Linked DNA regions of Mus musculus: all the other regions are linked to region 2. The links are chromatin contacts, called in public Hi-C and HiChIP or PLAC-seq maps. All regions are on one chromosome and are shown on one strand. Each heading gives the region's core, a stretch centred on a gene start, on an enhancer-like site or on the middle of the called end of the contact. The rest is flanking DNA. Distances are from core to core; before and after follow the strand shown. Region 1 overlaps Tbc1d14 (TBC1 domain family, member 14). Region 2 has its middle 2.9 kb from the start of Gm33114. Region 3 overlaps Tbc1d14 (TBC1 domain family, member 14).

Region 1 (4,181 bases), core at 1,458-3,957, 180 kb after region 2:
AGAGGGCATCAGATCTCATTACAGGTGGTTGTGAGCCACCATGTGGTTGGTAGGATTTGAATTCAGGACCTTCGGAAGAGCAGTCAGTGCTCTTAAGCGCTGAGCCATCTCTCTAGCCCCATCTAAGACTATCTTATGTAGCCCAGGCTGGCCCCAAACTTCCCATGTCGTCAGGCATGACTTAAACTTCTGGTCCCTCCATTTCTACCTTCTGAGTGCTGGAATTGCACTGGTTAATGCTGTGTTGGGAATGGAGCCTGAACCGTGTCCTCAGTACCTTGAAAAGCATGTTCTATGTACCCAGGGCCTGGTTTGGGCTCTAGAGATGAAGCAGTAACTGGCAGAGGCAGCCTCGGGAGCTTTACACCCTGGTGAAGTACCAGGTTGACATTGTCCCTATGTTTTCTGTGACTGCCTTCTGAGGGCAGGGGCCAGGTGCAGCTGTGCATGCATCTTGTTGTCAGTGAGCACTTCATATTGTTTTTGAAGCCATCTTTTGTTTTCAGTCTATCCCAAAAGTTAATGAGAACAGGAATACTTATACAATACTTATAAGGCCAGAGGCATTTAACAACAGAGTATATGCACGTTGGTTCTCAGTGCTTGCTAGAGTCTCTCCGGCTGCTGACATGCTCCAGGTTTCACATGACAGAGTGCTGGGACTGAATGTGGGGCAACGCTAATGATTCTTAGTCTCCAGAAACATTCATTTACCCCTAATTTTGTGTTCATAATTAATTTTTTTTCTTAAAGGATCTCCTGTCTAAGTTATCGAAGCTTAGAGAGTCCCTAAAAATCTGGGTCAGATCCTCCCTAAAAACAGGTGATGGAAATGCTGGTGTTAGCTATGTGATAAATGTGGGGGCAGTGCTGGGTGCTACAGGCCAACACACCCTACAGGCTGCCATGGCTTTGGCTCCCTGTGCTGCCAGTGTGCTCACATAGGACGCTTCAAGAGAAGCCAGAAACCTCTCACTGTGTGTGTGTGTGTGTGTGTGTGTGTATTTCTCTCTATGTATGTATGTGTGTGTGTGTATGTGTGTGTGTGTGAGAGAGAGAGAGAGAGAGATTTCTAAAAAAACAACCAGAGAGAGAGAGAGAAAGAGATTTCTAAAAAAAACCAACCAACCAACCAATATTCAACCAGTAGTTCACATTGAAGAACACTAAAAAGAAAACGGAGCTGTTTCCACTGTGCAGCTGTCTTGAAGTAGATAGGTGCCTAGCTGCTTGAGTTAGTGTGACTGGCTTCTTACCAGGAAGACCATCTCTCTCCTTACCCATTTGATTCTATAAGCAGGGATAGAGGAGTGATAGTGAGAAAGCTGCATTATCACCATCCTTTCCTCTGTCTTTTCTTAGAAGTTGAAGGAACAGGAGACTGGTTCCCTGTGCTGCAAAGCTCTTCTGATAGGAGTCAGCCATTCTCCACATGCACTGAGAGAAAACCCAGCCCAGTGGGCCATGTCCAGTGAGCAGGTGCCATTTATTGCCTCACTTGACTTGGGGAGGTCTGACTGCCAGGTGGGTGGTCTTGGGAATTTACCCAACACCTTGGAATCTTACCATTCGTAACCAGAAGCCACAGGTGATGTTTACAGTAACTTCTGTTGGGCAGGAGATCCATGCTAGAGGACCATGCAGAGAAGGTCAGTATATATCTGGACAGCTGTTTCATTCGGGAAGTGTTTGGACAGATGGAAGTGAATCTCGCTGTGTGAGTCAGGTTTCCTTGTGATACCGTGATGGGCATCTCTATCCTCTTGAAGCTGTGCTCCTCTTTCTTATTCCTGTGCAAGGCTCTGGCTCCTGTTGTCTTTGAATACTGCCTCCTCGGCCATTATGGAGGAATCCAGGCTGGTGGTGGAGCAGTGCTCGGTGCATACCTGGGAGGAGAACCTGTGGTTTAGGTCCAATCTTGGAAAGTCAAGGGGTGAAGGCTCAGTTAACATGAGAATCTGAACATCGTGGGCTGGCCCTGTGGTTTGCCCACACTGTGAGGTTCCCAGGGCAGATACTGCCTCCTGTGCTATGCCCCTCCAGCAGCTGAGCAGAGTGTCTGATACACATCTGTTGAGATGTGCTGCTGTCCAGATAGCTGCTGTAGATGGCCTCCACGGGGCCTGCAGTCACCTGGCAGCTGCCTTCCCAGCACGACTTTGTATTGGTGGCTGGATCTGGGTAGGTTGTTATCTCTTGAGCATTCTGATTTTAGTGGCTCTAGGAGGTAGAACTAGAGGTTAATAGATGAATCTTACCTACACACAAATAAGACAAAAACAAAACAAAACACACTGAGTGGGGATGGAGAGGGAAAGAAATGAAAACTGATTGATAGCTTACCAGGTCTCATGACCGCTGTCTTCCCCTTCTTCCCCTGTGTGGATGACAAACAAGAGAAAGGGTAGAGCTCGGGTACAGGTCCAGCTCTGGCTAACCCTCAGACGTCCTTGACATTCTTGGATCTGCCCCACTGAAAGCCTTGCCCTTGGCCCCTGTCGCCTCTGTCTAGGCTTCGGTATGAAGGCTGGGGTCCTTCTCCCTGCTACTTCTGTTTTTAGGTTTGGACACGAGCTCAGCCTCCTGGAAGTACAACATGAAAGCTGCCGAGGTGTTCTCCATCGAGCCCCCTCTCCAGGCTGCTCACACTGCTCATTAGGCAGGGCAAAGGATTATGCCTGAGTGAATGATTTGAGCCAAAGCTTATACGTCAGCAGCTGAGCAAACTTGTTTAGTTCCTCTTTGGTCTGTGGTGCCAGTGGAGTGTCACTGAGTAATTTCATTTTGCCTTTAACTTCTCCCTTGTTTAAGGTCACATCTCATGGACTCATTTATACTAAATGGGGTATGGGGTGTGTGTGTGTGTGTGTGTGTGTGTGTGTAGAGATGCAGTGAGGGAGTGAAGCAGTGTGTGTGGAGGAGAGATGTAGTGAGGGAGTGAAGCATTGTGTGTGTGTGTGTGTGTATAGAGATGCAGTGAGGGAGTGATAACAGTGTGTGTGGGGGAGAGATGCAGTGAGGGTGTGATGCAGTGTGTGTGTATGTGTGTGTATGTGTGTAGAGATGCAGTAAGGAGTGAAGCAGTGTGTGTGTGTGTAGAGAGATGCAGTGAGGGAGTGAAGCTGTGGGGGTGGGGGTGGGTGTATGTGTGTAGCGATGCAGTGAGGGAGTGAAGCAGTGTGTGTGTGTGTGTGTGTGTGTAGAGATGCAGTGAGGGTATGATGTAGTGTGTGTGTGGGAGAGGTGCAGTGAGGGTGTGATGCAGTGGGGGGAGATGCAATATTAGGGAGTGATGCTGTGGGGGAGAGATGCTATGGGGAAGAGATGTTGGGTAGAGATGCAGAAGTGTTTTGTTTTCTAGTGACAGAAATACCTGGCTGTGTAGTAGCTGTTTCTTGTTTATAAACCTCAAAACAGGTGATACATTTGCATGGTTCACAATTCAAAAAGTACAGTGGAGTTTGTGGTGGAAAGTTGCATATCCTATCTAGTAACTTGTTTCAGAGGAGTGGTTGTTAGCAGGGAGTCCACCCCTGGACAAGTAGAGGCCGACACCTGATCAAATGTCTTACTTAATACTGTTAGGACTCTGGCTTTTGCTGTGACATCAGATAATTCTCAGTCTCTAAGAAAATGTTCATTGTCCTTCTTAAAGCTGTATAAATATGTCTCAAACTTTTGACTTTCACTTTTTATGACATTTAAAAAATAACACTGTGTTTCAGTTCACTGCAGTGCCTTCCGTTTTTCAGGTATTTAGCAGGAACAGTGGGTGGTAGCTCCATTGTTGTACAGGGCTGGGCCCAAATCCTTTGACTGTAGGTAAGGAGAGTTTCTGTCTTAGATTTGGTGCTATTCTCAACACCTGGTTCTTAGTCTCCCTTGCCTTTTTTGCTGGTGTCTGCGTTTATCTACTTCCTGCTATACAGAGAACCCTAGGTGGCCTTCAGAGTAAGGTGCCAGCATTGGAGGAGGCAGTGCGCACTGGCCTATACCTTCATGCTGGAATCCTAGTAGACCCCTGGTAAATGTGCCAGGAACTGTCTTGTTTCCAATTCTAATGACACCTTGTGTGTTTCACACATTGTACCTATGAACTTTTTCCTGGTTTCCCAGAAACTGACACACTGCTATTTTGAACATTACTTTGTGTTGAGTGACTGTATCTTTTCCTGCTTCAT
Region 2 (3,729 bases), core at 1,192-3,691:
CCATGAAAGGCTTGGCTGTCCCTTTTCCCCTGCTTACAATCCAGCTACTCAGAGATCCTCAGTCCTGTGCAGGAGTCCTGACCTTTGCCCTGTAAGGGAGTGTCATGAGTGACTGCCCTCTAAGGCAAGCAATGGCCGTTCAGGGGGAGCTCAGCTGCACCCCTACATACCACAAAAGGCCATCCCAGCTGGTCTATATTGATATGTACACTCCTGCATAGAGGGACAGAATAAGGCTGAGGGTCTCCCCTGAGCATCTGCTGTTTCCTGTCACATGGCAGGTAGCCTCGGGTGGGAGCGTGTATATAGAGGCCAGGGATGACTAGAACAAAGGCCCCATCTACACAGCCATGTGGAATCTGTCATGTTAGTTGAATAACACATTTCAGGTGCAGCAGGTTGAGGGAGGGGTGCCCACACCCCTGTAAGTAACCCCAAGAAGGCTCTGTCAGGAAGCCTGATCCAGTCATCGGTTCCCTAGAGTGAACTTTGGCAGCACCATGCCTTCGTTTGTTGCTGGAACCTTGGAGGAGGGGGTAGACATTGCTTTACGCTTCCCCCAGGGAATCTGAGAACCATGGGGTCACTTTCAGTAAAGGCAGATGGTAGCACAGGACTCTGTGACTCAAGATGCTTGCAAGATCGAAGGAATTGGTCCAATCAGGGTGTCCCAAAGCCACCCCTAAAATGAGGATAACCAACTGGCACCTGCCACTCTGGAAGTTACAGCCTGTCCCAAGATGGGCTTTTGGCAGCTGGCTCTCCCCAGCTGCTCAGCAGAGAGGCCCAAGAAGCTCTGATTTTATTTTAGCAGCAGGTATCTATCAGGTGGGCTGTGGAGGGGTATGACTTATCTTCTCCTCTCGGGAGTTATGCCAGGAAGGAGGAAATGGGTGCAGAGGGGTCAGGAAACTTGTCCAAGATGGCACAGAGAATACACGGCAGACCCAGGTTAGAGCACTGGCCATCTGGTGTGAGAGTCAACTCTCCCACCGTGCACAGATGGCTCCTTCGCAAGGAGCTCTCTGCATGTCCTTGAAGATTCATTCCCATTGGAAACCAGAACCAGAACACGGAGGGCTACATGGGGAAAGAGCTCAGGCCAAACCGCCCACTGGCTGCACTTCCTCAGATGAGTCGCTTCAGCTCTCATCTCAGAAATCTCCTCCTAGTACAGGGATAGCAGCAGTGAGTGTCCCCTGGGTGTTTTCTAATGCTATACGTGAGGCCCTTTATACCTGAGGGAAGCAGGCAAGAAGAGGGAAGGCAATTCCTGCCTCACAGGGAGCTGGTGAGGACCACCCAGACAAGGGCATAGAAACACCCATCACAGGGCAGCCAGGGCCTGCACACTCCTGGGCTGCTGCTGGCTCCTGGGACCACTCCCCTGGGCACTGCTGGTTGTACCTGAAGGATGATGGAGACTTGAGGGTGACAGAGCTCTGGGTAGAAGGCAGAGCATAAGCAAATAGTTGGGGGAGCAGGTAAATGGCACCAGGAGAACTTGGGGCCCAGGCTCTCTGTGGACTCTGTGCTGACTCTAGATCGGGTATGTTCTACTTTCTCTTCATGGCTCTGAGGGGTGCTGGAGTGGAGTGGGGGTGATACAGGGCTGTGCTGGGAGGTCCTAAGGGGAAAGGCTATTGCATAGCAGGTAGTTTTAGTGTGAGTTCCTGAGCTCTTGGCTGGCATGGGGTTCAGGTTCACCTGCCAGCTGGATCCAAGGCAGAGGGCATGAGGGAGGAAGTTGGACTTCCTGTGTGAATATATAAAAGGCTCTTGTTCATCTGAGGAGCAACGAAGAAGTGAGTTATGATGTGAGATGCCTAGAATCCTAGTGCTTGAGGGGCAGAGGCAGGGGGATTGCAGCAAATTTGAGGCCAGCCTGGTCTGCATGCAGGCCAGTTAGGGCTACACAGTGAAACCTTGTCTCAAAAACAAACAAACAAACAAACAAACAAACAAACAACACACACACACACACACACACACACACACACACACACACACAAAACAAAAAAAGCAAACAACCAAAACAAACCAAACAAATGAACAAACAGTCCAAAAACCCAAAACCAAAACCAACCTACCAAACAAAAAAACCCAAAACCCCAAAACAAAAAAGAACCACCAAAGAAGGATAAACATGCAAAAGCTAAAACTATACCCCAATTATATTGTAGTCTTCCTGCAAGGCAAAGGTGCCCTGCCACCCTGCTGGTGCAGCCCACTGGGTGGGTCTGCCACATGAGCTGGTTAAAGTCCAGCTTTTCTGAAATTCACCTTCAGCACTTTCATTCCCCTCCTGACTGTTATGCTTTCTGTTTCTGATTGGTCACTGTGAAAACAAATCAATGACTGAAAATGAAGCAGAGATCGAGCCCTGGGGAAAAGGAAAATGAAAGTCCTCTGGGTTACCGCCCAGGGTGAAGTCTGCATTCGTCCAGTCAAGGGCGTACACCAGGGGCATGTGAGACGTGAACTGGAGCTGGCCCGACTTTAAGTTCTCCTCTATAGATAATTCCTTAGCTGACCTTTTTCCGGCCTCTGAAACTGATCACGTGAGGCCCACGCCAGCTACTGGAGGGACTGAGGATGGACAGAAAACACCACCATTGAGTGAAAACAAAACATTCAGGACAGTATGCAGTAAGTGCTCAATAAGTGCTATAGTGTGCAGTTGACACTCATTGGAAACAAGGATGAGAACCACGCGTTCGACAAGGACTTTATGTGTGTAAGCATCGGGTGGCTGGTCTGGGGAACTTTTACTCTACCAGAAGCCACTGAGAGAGGCCACGGGTCAGCGTACTGTTCCCATAGCAGGAGTGAATGAAAAGGCAGAGAAGACCCACCGAGTGGGACCTCGGGCAGCCATGGAAGGAAGCAGAGTGCAGGCACCTGCTACAAAGCCTGTTGGCCTTCCAAACAGGTTCAGTGAGAAAAGCCAGTCACCCGAAGCCGAACAGTGCACTGCGTGACTCCCACTGGAACCCAGCAGTTGCCAGGGATACAACAGACAGGAAGATGGGGAGTGGCCAGTGGTAGAGATGGAGTTGTAGTTAGGGTACGGGCTTAGTTACGGAGTGCTTGCCGGGCATGTGTGAGGCCCTGGGTCTCGTCCCCAGCACTTGAAAAGTATAAATAAACAGAGAAAGAGAGAGAGAGAGAGAGAGAGAGAGAGAGAGAGAGAGAGAGAGAGAGAGGAAGAAGAAGAAGGAGGAGGAGGAGGAGGAGGAGGAAGGAAGGAAGGAAGGAAGGAAGGAAGGAAGGAAGGAAGGAAGGAAGGAAGGAAGGAAGGAAGGAAGGGGGGTGAGGTCTTGGAGAGCAGGACATATAGAACTACACAGAGGTGACAGTTATGCAGTGCTTGCTGTAGGTGGATAAATGCCACAGAACTGACACTTTAAATAGCTAAATATCTGTGGTGTGAATTTTACCTCAATTTAAACAATGATAGCAAATGAGTTTCAATACATACCCCAGGCTAGTATAGAACTCACAGTGATCTTCCTACCCCCCTCTCTCTCCTTTTACAATTTATTTATTAAACTACTATGCTTTATGTTATGTTACGGAGTGTCTCTTTCTATTTATTTATTTATTTACTTACTTACTTATTTACTTTTTTATTAGATATTTTCTTTTTTTAAGATTTATTTATTATTATATCTAAGTATACTGTTGCTATCTTCAGACACACCAAAAGAGGGCGTCAGATCTCATTAC
Region 3 (4,115 bases), core at 601-3,100, 210 kb after region 2:
ACAGGCTTATACTTTGAAATTGGGGCTGGGGCCTGGTAGCATTGCTTAGCAGGAAAGGCACATAGCATGCAAACCTAGTGCTCTAAGTTTGATCCTGAAATACATACAAGGGGGGGGGGTGGGGAGAGCTGACTCCAAAGTTGTCTCTGGCCACATGTATGTTGTGGCACATGTGAGTTCTTCCCCCATCACACACTTGTGTATGCACAATAAGTCGAATTTTAAAAAGAGGTTGGGGTTGGGGGTCCTGAGAGAAAAGTGTCACCTTTCTACCACGACTATAAAACTGTGGGGGAGGTTCTGTGAGCTCAGACGTGGACACATTTATAGCCAGTCTCTCCTAACAGGTTCTTCACTTGTGAGGTAGAGCCCTAATGGGCACGTGCTGTTGGAATAGCATTCTCATACACTGTGTGAAGGCTCTCTTTGTATTCTTCTATGCTGATGTCTGTCCAGTAGCTGAGGACCGTCCAGATGTTGGTGGTGTTGTTCTTATGCACCATCACCTGCTGGGCTTTTTTCAGGAATGGAGGGTAGAACTTCCAGGCAGAGATAAGGACTCTGGGAGAAGAATTGAAGAGGCAGGAAGACTCACCAGTGGGATGCAGAGGAGGTCTGATGTGCCTGGAGGCACACCGAGGGTTCCAGAAAGTCCGGCAATAAGCAGGCCCTGTAGTAGTTTTGTGTGCTCCTCTGAGAGTGACAAAAATGTTTTGACCCAAGCCCTAATTTGGATTCTGAGCCTGACTTTTCCAGGAAGTCTTAATAGTCCCATTAGGTTAAGTTGCAGCGAATTCCCAATTGTTCAGCTTTTAAGAAGAAAAAGCTGGGGTTTCCCAAATCGAACATGTGCTTCTAAACCTGCCAGCCAGCCCACCTAGAGATTGAGTGGGCAAAGGTCCCAGAGCATGCTCTCGACCCCAGCCCTGGACACGTCTGTGTTTCTCTTTAGAGTACAACATACTAAAGTGTCATAACTGTGCTGCTTTGCCGTGGCATGTCAGCATAGGTTGCATGCATGTTAGAGCTGTCATAAAGCCAGAACAGGACCATTAGGACAAGTTACACTTAGTACAATTCGTGAAGGCAGCTGTGCTTGCCTCTACCCTGCAGAGTAAAGGATGAAAAAGATAACGTGGCAAGCACACAGAGAAAGGCAGTGATTGGCCAGCAGTCCTCAGTGTATGGGAGCTGGGAATCAGTTAAGCAAGAGGTATAGGGAGTAGAAGTGGCAGCGCTAAGACAAAGCCAGTGCATGGGACATGCGTGCTGTTGAGTGGTGAGCACGGCTTGCAGTGCTCCAGGGGCCCAGTCTGCCGGCCTGCGGAGGCTATTGGGAAGCTGAAGTTACCTGATTATCAGCAACTGCCTGAGGGGCAGGGCTGCTGAAAACAGGCTCTGAATATGGAAGAGATTGGAAAACTATGGTGACAGCAGGAATCTGACAGCAGGAATCGCCATTCTCTGAGAGCTCTGCCTGTTCAGAGCACCAGTTTCTATGCCCCTCCCTCAGCAGCAAGATGAGGAGTCCTGTGCCATCTGGGTAGCAAGCTGCCCGTGCCCTTGTTTGAAGGCAGTGTGCATCTTAGTCCCAGAAATCATAGGTCTGAAAGTTTAAAACTCTGAATATTGAAATCCTGGAAACTGAATTCCAAAAGCAATTCCCGAGGAGAAGAGGTAGAAACCCAAATTCTCTGGAAGGATTGCTCATGCAAAACAGCAGGGTCTAAAATGCCAGTTTTGTGGGTTGCTGGGTTTTTTTTTTTTTTTAGCATTGTCAGCAGTGGTGTTTCTCCAAGCTAATGACATTTAGAAGCTTTTAAGGAACTCAAGTGCATTTATCTGAAGAGGTCAGCAGTTACTAGTTGGGATACTTCTAGAAGCTGGCAACAGTGTTGCAGGCTGCTGGGTGGAACTGCTTCTGCAGCTTCTGCTTCTGCGGTTTGTCAGTGCAGGTGGAGTAGGTGCAGGAAGTACTGTCCTGGGGGCCATGCAGCAAGTGTCCCAGGGACAGTTACCACTGGGTATGGTGAGGCCTAGAAGCACTTGGCTGCTGGATGGGGCCTCTCAGAAGACAGTTATGCTAGGCTCCTGTCTGCAAGCAAAGCAAAGTGAGCTGTCCTTTTGGACATCTGCATCTGTGAACGTTCTTTAAAGTCTAGGCTCTTTGGATGACTGTATGCAGTGGTAACCCATCTCGGTTTTGATTAAAGATTTAGGTATCCTGGCCAGTGTTTAATATGGCCACAGTTAGGAAGCCCAGTACACAGTTATGAACCATAATGATAGCTATTCATATACTTTGCTTTTCAGCATTTTTCTGCGCACGTAGGTCATCTGCTTGTGACTTAGGTGTATAATGTCCTTCATCCACTGTGATGCTTACAGTAGCATTGATGCCTATTTTGTTACACAAAGCAACACATGAAGTATTCTATTGTTTTTATGTTTTTCAAATCTCCCTCTTAAGATGTAAGTAAATTTCTTTCTTTCTTTCTTTCTTTCTTTCTTTCTCTCTCTCTTTCTTTCTTTCTTTTAAGAATTGTATTTTCAGGATTTTAGACCTTAAGGATTTCAGATTAAAGCGTTTTGTTTTGTTTTGTTTTGTTTTGTTTTTGTTTTTTGAGATAGGGTTTCTCTGTATAGCCCTGGCTGTCCTGGAACTCACTTTGTAGACCAGGCTGGCCTCGAACTCAGAAATCCGCCTGCCTCTGCCTCCCAAGTGCTGAAAGCTTTTTTTTCTTTTAGATTATGACTCAAACTTGTTAGAAACCAGATAGACTCTGTCCACCCACCCTTTAGTCCATAGATGAGACCCTGACTGACTGTTCTCTTGAGCCCCCAGGCCATTAGTCTGGATCCTGAGGTAAGCAAGAGACTGGTCATCCGAGAGGCAGTGGGCCGGTCACAGAAGGTCAGAGCAGGATATGAATTAGGTGGCTGTGCAGCAGAGGAAGGCACCAAGCCCCTTGGCAGTGTGCGTGCCTTCCTGTGTAAATGGCTGTCTTTCAGGCTAAGCTGGGGGAATTGTCAGAAGAATGCCTTCCTCTGTTTAGAGAAAGGGATAGTTGTGTGTTCTCTGCTGGTGTCGAGGGACCATGTACAATGTAAGGCTTAACAGGAGCTTTTCTTTCAGAGCTCTTTGACATCTGTCTTGCTCGGGCCAAGGAGCGGTGGCGGTCCCTCAGCACTGGAGGCTCAGAAGTGGAGAATGAAGGTACAGCTCTTCCCTCAATGAGAGGCTACTCATGGCAGTACTCCTCACCGGCTAGTGTGGCCTGGGGCAAAGGGACTGTTAAAAAACAAAAATGGAAAGGAAATAGCTTTTAGAAGAAATCGAAGCCCACAGCTCCTCTTGAGAGGGTTTGCGTCTCCTGCTCACAGCCAGGTGCTTCTAATTCAAGTTGCCTGGTAGCCTGGTTCATTGAGTGTTGGCTTCCAGAGGCCTCGCAGTGATCCACTGACACAGAGCAGTACATCTGTGGCTAGGCAGTGGGACTTGTGCCATTTTGAATATTTGAACATAAGCTGTTCCTATTTTTATTTTACTTTATAAATTGACAACATCGTGTGTGTCTATCATGTACATATTTTGAAACATTTATAGCATGATAAAAATGTAAGTAAAGGCCTCTAAATATGTTTTTAAAAACTCAGGATTATATTTTCAGGACTTTATACTTTAGGGATTTCAATATTTAAGATGAAAGTATAAATGTAGGTAATCTATATTAGACAATACACATTACCTCACATAGATCGCTCTCTTGTTCTGTCTCACCACTTATTTTCCTCATTGTTGACGGTGGTGAGTAATATCAAATCAGATGCTAGGTCACCTTCTGTTCCTGATCTGTGTCCCCACCTGAACCCTTCCTTAGGGTTTGTTAATGGAAACGCGCTTTACCTCTGTTCCTGTGGCCTGTTTCAAGGATACAGTGTATAACTAGCTACAGCCATCATGTTGTGGGATTTCCTCCTATCTGAAAGTTTGTTACCTTTTAGCCAGTATCTCCCTGGTTCCTTCCTGCTTCATCCTCCCCTGCCTGTGGTAAACCTGTTCTGTTTTCTGCTACTTGGAGTTCAACTTTTTTAAACTTCGTGTACAAATGATG

The links. Hi-C and Micro-C count contacts between places; a contact is called where the count stands out from the background. HiChIP or PLAC-seq counts read pairs in DNA pulled down with a chosen protein or histone mark.
Region 1: a contact with region 2 is called in a Hi-C map of bone marrow-derived macrophages, with 30 read pairs. The contact joins two enhancer-like sites. A contact is called at or near these places in 12 of 484 Hi-C or Micro-C datasets (the AML12 cell line, the Ba/F3 cell line, CD4 T cells and 7 more), 13 of 115 datasets of contacts at active chromatin or transcription factors (CD8 T cells, the HPC-7 cell line, bone marrow-derived dendritic cells and 10 more) and 5 of 9 other capture datasets (adipose tissue, embryonic stem cells, liver and 2 more).
Region 3: a contact with region 2 is called in an H3K4me3 HiChIP or PLAC-seq map of bone marrow-derived macrophages, with 2.9 times the contacts expected there. The contact joins two enhancer-like sites. A contact is called at or near these places in 1 of 15 datasets of contacts at CTCF or cohesin (CD8 T cells), 12 of 484 Hi-C or Micro-C datasets (the 63-12 cell line, B cells, DN3 thymocytes and 8 more), 8 of 115 datasets of contacts at active chromatin or transcription factors (the 230-238 cell line, bone marrow-derived macrophages, embryonic stem cells and 5 more) and 3 of 9 other capture datasets (adipose tissue, embryonic stem cells and liver).

Annotation. Positions count from the first base shown.
Region 1 is chr5:36,547,952-36,552,132 of GRCm38.p6, reverse strand. The region is part of intron 2 of Tbc1d14 (TBC1 domain family, member 14); the gene reads left to right. Among named protein-coding and RNA genes, the nearest start is that of Tbc1d14, 32 kb to the left of the region's middle. Within about 2 kb of position 2,707, at least 68 of the 459 cell types and tissues checked have an H3K27ac peak or open chromatin away from gene starts, as enhancers often do. A contact at or near this core is called in adipose tissue, bone marrow-derived dendritic cells, bone marrow-derived macrophages and 3 more, where this site is marked.
Region 2 is chr5:36,725,258-36,728,986 of GRCm38.p6, reverse strand. No RefSeq gene overlaps it. Among named protein-coding and RNA genes, the nearest start is that of Gm33114, 2.9 kb to the left of the region's middle. Within about 2 kb of position 2,441, at least 96 of the 459 cell types and tissues checked have an H3K27ac peak or open chromatin away from gene starts, as enhancers often do. A contact at or near this core is called in adipose tissue, bone marrow-derived dendritic cells, bone marrow-derived macrophages and 3 more, where this site is marked.
Region 3 is chr5:36,513,141-36,517,255 of GRCm38.p6, reverse strand. It overlaps Tbc1d14 (TBC1 domain family, member 14), which reads left to right. Exons shown (of 14, transcript NM_133910.3): 8 at 3,137-3,217. Among named protein-coding and RNA genes, the nearest start is that of Gm32528, 2.8 kb to the right of the region's middle. Within about 2 kb of position 1,850, at least 16 of the 459 cell types and tissues checked have an H3K27ac peak or open chromatin away from gene starts, as enhancers often do. A contact at or near this core is called in adipose tissue and bone marrow-derived macrophages, where this site is marked.